Regions from separate parts of the Mus musculus genome. Here region 2 is linked to region 1. The links are chromatin contacts, called in public Hi-C maps. All regions are on one chromosome and are shown on one strand. The core of a region is the stretch at or near the end of the contact, and the rest is flanking DNA. Distances in the headings are between cores, read along the strand shown.

The links. Hi-C and Micro-C count contacts between places; a contact is called where the count stands out from the background.
Region 2: a Hi-C map of bone marrow-derived macrophages shows a contact between it and region 1, with 2.7 times the contacts expected there. The contact joins two enhancer-like sites. A contact is called at or near these places in 8 of 484 Hi-C or Micro-C datasets (the N1E-115 cell line, bone marrow-derived macrophages, conventional dendritic cells and 4 more) and 4 of 115 datasets of contacts at active chromatin or transcription factors (bone marrow-derived dendritic cells, embryonic stem cells, fibro-adipogenic progenitors and 1 more).

What each region holds. Positions count from the first base shown.
Region 1 is chr3:131,641,026-131,644,775 of GRCm38.p6, reverse strand. Papss1 (3'-phosphoadenosine 5'-phosphosulfate synthase 1) reads right to left here. Exons shown (of 12, transcript NM_011863.2): 12 at 1,105-1,812. The coding sequence ends at 1,674. Among named protein-coding and RNA genes, the nearest start is that of Gm36917, 55 kb to the right of the region's middle. Within about 2 kb of position 1,650, at least 58 of the 459 cell types and tissues checked have an H3K27ac peak or open chromatin away from gene starts, as enhancers often do. A contact at or near this core is called in bone marrow-derived dendritic cells and bone marrow-derived macrophages, where this site is marked.
Region 2 is chr3:131,696,794-131,700,015 of GRCm38.p6, reverse strand. No RefSeq gene overlaps it. Among named protein-coding and RNA genes, the nearest start is that of Gm36917, 110 kb to the right of the region's middle. Within about 2 kb of position 1,460, at least 29 of the 459 cell types and tissues checked have an H3K27ac peak or open chromatin away from gene starts, as enhancers often do. A contact at or near this core is called in bone marrow-derived dendritic cells and bone marrow-derived macrophages, where this site is marked.

The DNA.
Region 1 (3,750 bases), core at 401-2,900:
ACACTTCTCTGTACTCTGAATACTTCAGAGCCTGTGTGTGACATTCTTTGAGACAAGGCGTTGCTTTGATTTTTTGGGTTCATTTGTTACTCTTGTAAACCTGCCTCGGTCTCCTAAATGTCTGGGACACACATACAGGCACATGGCACCATGCCTGGGTTTGAACATTATTTTTATGCTGTTTTCCTTTGAACCCTCTCACTGCCATAGACACACAGTGGCAGAGATGGATGCATCGGTGTGAACTTCTCTAAGGGAGTTCAGGATATACCAAAGTGTAAGTATTGGCTGCGCAAGGGACAGCCACTGTTAATTAGCTTAGCACAAACCAGAGGGGCCATTTTGGTGGCTCTCAAAATACACCTCAAAAGGCTACTGAACCCCCCTCAGTTTTTTTCTTTGATTAGTGAGATTAAAGGGTGGCTCTGAAGGTGTCTTTGACAGTGTTATAATCTAATGAGATAAAACCAGAAGCCAGTAGGTTTGTGCAAGGGTTCTGGTACAAGTCCTTTACCAATAAACCAGTTTCCTGGTGGAATTCCTAGAAAACTCTAGGTTTGAGGCGAAAGGGGCAGGGGTTCAGTAGTTCTCCCCGTGCTGGGATTCTTGCTTCTCTTGCCGGCAAGAGGCTTCAGTCAGATTCCGGGGTGAAGGGCTCCTCCTTTCATGCTCCCAGCAGTTTCCCTGTCCTAGTCTGCCTCCCAACCACAGCCTGAATGATCAAAACAAACAAAGCACAGGAGCACACATCCGTCCATGGGGATGGAACAGGGAAAGCAGGAGCAGCCTTCTCGACTTCCACGGAGGCGACAGCTTTCAAAGCAGTGACTCTCCCTTACCATCCCGATCTTGGTGTTTGAGAATATTGGAGAGGTATGTTGCAGAACTGAGATTTCAGATGGACTGGGGATCCCTTCTTAATTTTCTCACTTGTAATTATGGAGCACAGGTTCTTGCTACACAGAACTTCAGCAAACATCAAGGTACTGGGAGCTGGGTACCAGACCCAGAAGTTAAAGATGCTTTCATAATCCACCTCTGCCAGGAATTCTTCGCATTGAAATTTTTTCACAACCAAGGGGGCATATGCACACAAACCATAAATAAGTCAAAAAATTAATTTTATTGAATCAAGGCATTCATTCAGTACTTAACACAGATTGCAAGAGAACCTCAACACGTAGGGCTGCAAGGGAGAGGGGGAGCAGTTTACATTTTTAATGTAAAATAAAAACCCTAATTGCTACAGATAGTTTATAAAATTTGTAAAATTCCCCAAACAAGGTCTAGCCAACTTTATTGTTTAGTGATTTTTTCCCCCTTACTTAAAGAATGAAAAGCTAGATGATGTGTGTATTACTGGTTATAACTAATAAATCAGCTTGGAAAAATTGTAAGACAGAAGCATAAATACAATATAAAAAGGCGAGATTTTTAAAATCGTATTATAAGAATATTAACAATAAGTGGAAAAGATACATTAGAGCCAGCGTGGTGTTACACTAGTTTGAAACAGAACTGAAAGACAGACCAAAACCAATGCACGCGGAGGGAAACGGCCTGATTTCAGGAAGTGTGTCCAGTCAGACAACCGCAGAGAAGGGCTGTCGGTGGCTGCGTGGTCCCCTCTGTTACTCAGCCATGCGTCCCAGGCAGAGTGCCCAGCTCAGCAGTTAGGCTTTCTCTAAGGACTTGTAGTACTCTACCAGCACAGTCCAGGCCTTGGGGGCCATGAAGCCCTCTGGAGGTTTCTGGCCTTCGCGTGCCAGCTTGCGCATCCTCGTTCCTGAAATAAACTCGAAGTCTTCGTGGCTGAAAGAGAAAAAGGCCAGTTACTTCACTATTTTACAAAGCTAACAGGAAACCACAAGGGGAATTTGTCCCTTCAGTTCATGTTGGGTGACTAGACCAGTGAGAAAAAGCATCGCTTAGGTCTAATGTGTCACTGAGCTAAACCACCGCACAATTCTTCAGCTTTAGAGCTAGGAAAAACGGACAAACAGAAACTGAAATTATTGAGATCAATTAATGTTTTACAACATCCTTCCCAGCAGGGACATCCTGCGCAGCATGGCGGGCGCACTATTTGTCACAGAGAGGAAATGGACGGAAAGGAGCAGCCATGACTCTCAGGCCTACCTGGCTGCCCTTCTCTCTTCTTTTCTCTTAGGTTCAGAGAATTGCCACTGCACAGTCACAGGGCAGGTCCCAAGCCTGCTGGGAACCTCTGGTGCCCTTTCCTGGTCACACCCTATCTTCCTGTCTTGCTCACCTCTTCCCTCGCCCCTGGGAATGCTAAATTAGAATTAGCATTTCTTCTAAGATTTATGTATTTAATGTACAGTGTGAGCACCTGAGTACATCTGCATGCACCACATACACACTGTGCCTGCCAAGGCCTGAAGATAACACTGCAGCCCGAGAATCAGAGCTGCAGGTGGTTGCTATGGCTGATGGGAACAAACTCAGGCCCTCTGGAAGAGCAGCCAGTGCTCAGAACCACTGAGCCATCTCTCCAGCCCTGGATTCATTTACTATCTATTCTTAAGAAACACAAGGTGGAATCTGCCTAGTGCAGAGGTAACATTTTAGAAAGCTATAATCTGAAAGTCTGAATGCCTCTGGGATACGGCGCAACACACACGGTAACAACCAACACTGTCCCTTCGATGAGGTACCAAAGGGAAAATAGACATCCTTGTCTTTTAAAACACATGAAAGCCTTTTAGGCCATAAACACGGAGCATCTACAGTTACAGCACGTGCTGCTCACCTATAATTTACCTGCTTCCGTCAAACATGGAACCAACTTAGAAAGCTGGTTAGGTCCAGAGAGAGCTCCAGGTCTCTTTCATTACCACCTCTTAAGTCATCTAGTGCCTGCTCCGATTAGAATATTACCACAGGCATCGAATAAAATATCTAAGATGTAATTAGCAGTTATAATGAAGTTACAAATAAAGGATATTACATATTGTGAAGAGTGGTTCTACAGACTGAAGGTTTGTGTCCCCCAAGTTCACACTGAAGGCCTGATTCCCAGTGAGACAGAAGTGGGGAGTGGGGCTTTTGGGAGATGACAGGAGTTAGATGAGGTCATGAGAGCAAGATCCCATGACCAAACTAACCCACCTCTAAACAAAGAGACTCAGGATCCCCCATGGCCTGTAAGGACATAGCTGGCTTTGTGCAAATAACTGGTTGGCTGCCTGCAAACAGCTTGTGGCCCTCAGACGGCAATCGTCTGTACTTTGATCCTGATAACTGCCATGAAGCCACTCGGACCAGGGCAATTTGTTACAGTGACCCAAATTCAGTCAGATTCTATAATTCTGTCAAAATACAGAGAAAGAAAGGAGGCAATTTCTGTGACATAACACTGCAGGTCTTTATGCTGTGCTCGCTCACTCTGCCTCTTATGGGATTTTCTATCACAATCAAGTACCATACAAATTTATTAGTAAGAACGCGTCCAGTGACAAAACGAACTATCTGTCCATGAGACAAAAAGTGTCTGTTCATTCATGCTACACTCTGGAGGCTGAAGCTGGGGGATTGCTACAAGTTCCAGGTCAGCCATGGCTACAAAAGGAGACCCGTTCAAAGAAACAGATACATAATAAATAATCAGTAATCGGTTTTTTTCCTAGTGAGTAAAACTTATTGTTAAGATTTATAAAGTTATTTTAAATCATTTCAAGTATGGTAACCTTAAATTAGGCAGAACCCTCAATTACCAGGACATCTTCC
Region 2 (3,222 bases), core at 211-2,710, 55 kb before region 1:
AAGAAGGAGGGAATGGCCAGCAGGAAGAACTGGGTGTAAGCAGAAAACTAACTGAGGAAAGAACTTTTATATGAGGAAAAGTAGATATCGAGAGAGAGAGAGAGAGAGAGAGAGAGAGAGAGCAAGGAAAAGAGGTCACCAGCTAGACAACCAAGGGAAATGGTGAGGAGGTCTAGAAAGATAGATTCGCCTGTTCCAAGGTTCAGGCATCTAGCCCAAGTCTTCATGACATGTGCAAAAAGCAAAGGACACTGATAAATCTAACACATCACAGAAGGTAGAAGGGAACACATACTGGAACATTCACTTTATCCCACAAAGGTGGGATTTAACAGAGGGCTTTAAAAGACCCATCAGAGAAGCTAAAGTCAGACTCATGACCAAATCCTCATTCTGGCTTTTGTCATTTGAATGATGTGTGTGAGATATTTACCATCCCTTGCCTTGCTTCCCTAATCTGTAAAGTGGGAATAATAACAATACCCATCTCACAAAAGAGTGTTGAAATTTGTGTGAGCTAACATACACAAAGCACCCAGAAAGTTCCTAACACAGAGTGTTAACTGTGGCCACCACAGTCAGACTTCTAAACAGGCAACTCTATATTTCTTAAAGTTATATGCACAGTTTATATAGATTGAAATGTAAGTAAGGGACAAGTGCTGAACTAAGTTTGATACGTTTTTATGAATACTTTTCTCCTCCTGAATGAATACAGCAAAGTCACAATGACCTGTTGAAAACTAAGAGTGACTGTTTGCAGTTGAAATATACAGTGGATTAGACAGCATTTATACTGGTCAGTGAGACATAGCCAGAGAAATGTTTTATATCATCCATCACCAAAGCTAACTGCCTAAATCAGTTTAATCAGATTAAGAGAAAATTACTAATCCTCATTAATTTCCCTGTGTGGTTCCAGGATAAACAAGGCAATGAGCTGAAGACTTTCTTCTGATGCCCAGCCTCAGAACAGAAAGCCCAGTACAAAACTAGCCTGCAGCTGCTAAGCTAAGCTTAAGCTGAATAGCTATGGATGAGAACTGGTCCCCAGTAGTCAGCAAATGGTCTCCTGTAAAGGGTAGTATGGCCAAGCCATTGGAGTGATGCCCCACTGCTGAAACCCATGCCTCTTCATCTTCCTGGTCAGGAAATATGGAGAACCTGTACAGTGGAAGTCATAGGCTACAAAGACTAAGTCTATTACTGCTAAGAAAAACACATGTATGCTAAGAGACTCAGCCTGGAATGGCAGCTGGCAGAACGGACACATTAAAGGGGAATGGTAATTAATATAAATTTGATGTCTTCCCATTTATTTGCTGAATCCAGAAAACACATCTCTTTTTCATCCTTAAATTTCTGGAATAAAGTAATCCAGACTCAGTCAAATCATGCAGAAAGGCTAAAAGAGAATGAAACTCAGCCCAGTCTCCAGCATTCAAGTTCCACAGGAACAATCCAACAGACTGTGAGTCACCATCCTGATAGAAGTTACATTATTGCAAAACCAGGTTTTTAAAAATCACAATAGTCAAAGAAAGAGCGAAGACTTAAGTGGTAGAAATGGAAATAAGGAATTAAGAGTAAAATAGGAGATAAGGAGATTGGCAAGGAGTACTAAGCCTTGGGGTCAGATGGAGACATTCTTGATCTCAACTCTGTCATATAACGTTTCATAAGCATGGAAATTCCTCAATTTCCTCAGCTATAAGACTGGCATGATGAAAAGCAGAACTGAAACTGAACTAAGTACAAGAGGAGCATGCCCTTTCATAATCCTCAGAGTGAATGCTACCTTCAATTCTGCCCACAGCTGATTACCCGCCTCCTCAAGTCCAAGTGCTAAGAAAGGGGATCTTCATTACAGTAAAATAATTAAGATATTAAAAGATCTTTTAAATACTATATATAAGGATATACAAAAAATGCTAAATAACTGGCTGACATTATTAAAGAGATTTGAATAGTTAAGCAATTTCATCCTTGTTTCTGGCCAGGATAAAGGATTAAATGTTGCTCCACCAAAAATATAAGGTTAAAAAAAAAGAACAAGGTAGAATATGGATATGAAATTGAAACACAGATTTGAGGTTCCTAGGGACCATTTGGGTGCAGACATCCAATATTGTTATGCACCTATCTTGGGGATGCCTAGGTATCAGGATAAGAGATATACTGTCCAAGAGAACAAAAGATGTATTCCTAACAGCAACAAGGATATTGTTTTATCAACCAAAAAACCAAAATGGCTAGCTATTCTTCCTGGGGAAGAAATTCTTTAAAACTTCCTGTCAAAATCTCCAGCAAGTCATAAAGACATCTCTTGAGTCCAATGATTAACCTAATTCCAACATCTGAAAAGTATTTGTCTTAGTTACTTTTTTTAATCACTGTGAAAAGACTTGATGGCCAAGGTCATTTATAGAAGAAAGAATATATTTGGTACTTAGAGATTTGGAAGGTAAGTCTGTGAGCATCATAGGGGTGAACACGGCAGCAAGCAAAAAGGTGTAGTTCTTTGGGCAGTGACTGAGAGTTTATATCTTGATCCACAAGCCTAATGTCTAGAGGAAATGAGGGAGAGGGGGAGGAAAAGAGGGAGGAGGGAGGGAGGGATGGAGGGACGGAGGGAAGGAGGGAGGGAGGGAGGGAGGAAGACTGGGCATGACAGACTTTTTAAACCTCCAAGTTGGCTCCAAGTAATGCATTTCCTCCAACAAGACCACACCTCCTAATCCTTCCCAAACAGTTCCACCAACTTATTTCAAACTGCGAGCTTATGGAAGCCAAAATCATTCAAATCGCAAGAAAATGTCTACTTAAAACCGTATTGAACACTCAGAACATACCACCTGAATCTGACCTCCCTCTACCTGCTTACAGAAAGATTAACACCATTCTCTCACCTCATGTTCTAGCCAGAAAACTAGAAAGTCAGCTCCTGAACACTGCTTTGTAAAGAGCACTGCACCATGGGTTCTTACCACCTCTATGAGCACATCATTTCCCCATAATTGAATGAAGAAAGCAACTTACAGGAATCACACAACTAGAGGAAACTCTTAATTGTGATGCGTGTTGGGAAGTGTATCGCTCCACCCTTGAGACCATGTCTTATTTGTCTTCAGAATACTTAAGTTTAGCAGATAATAATCTCTTCTGAAAAACCAATTAGGGTCATTAGATCAAACCTAAAAGCCTTAACTAAGTCAAATTAGC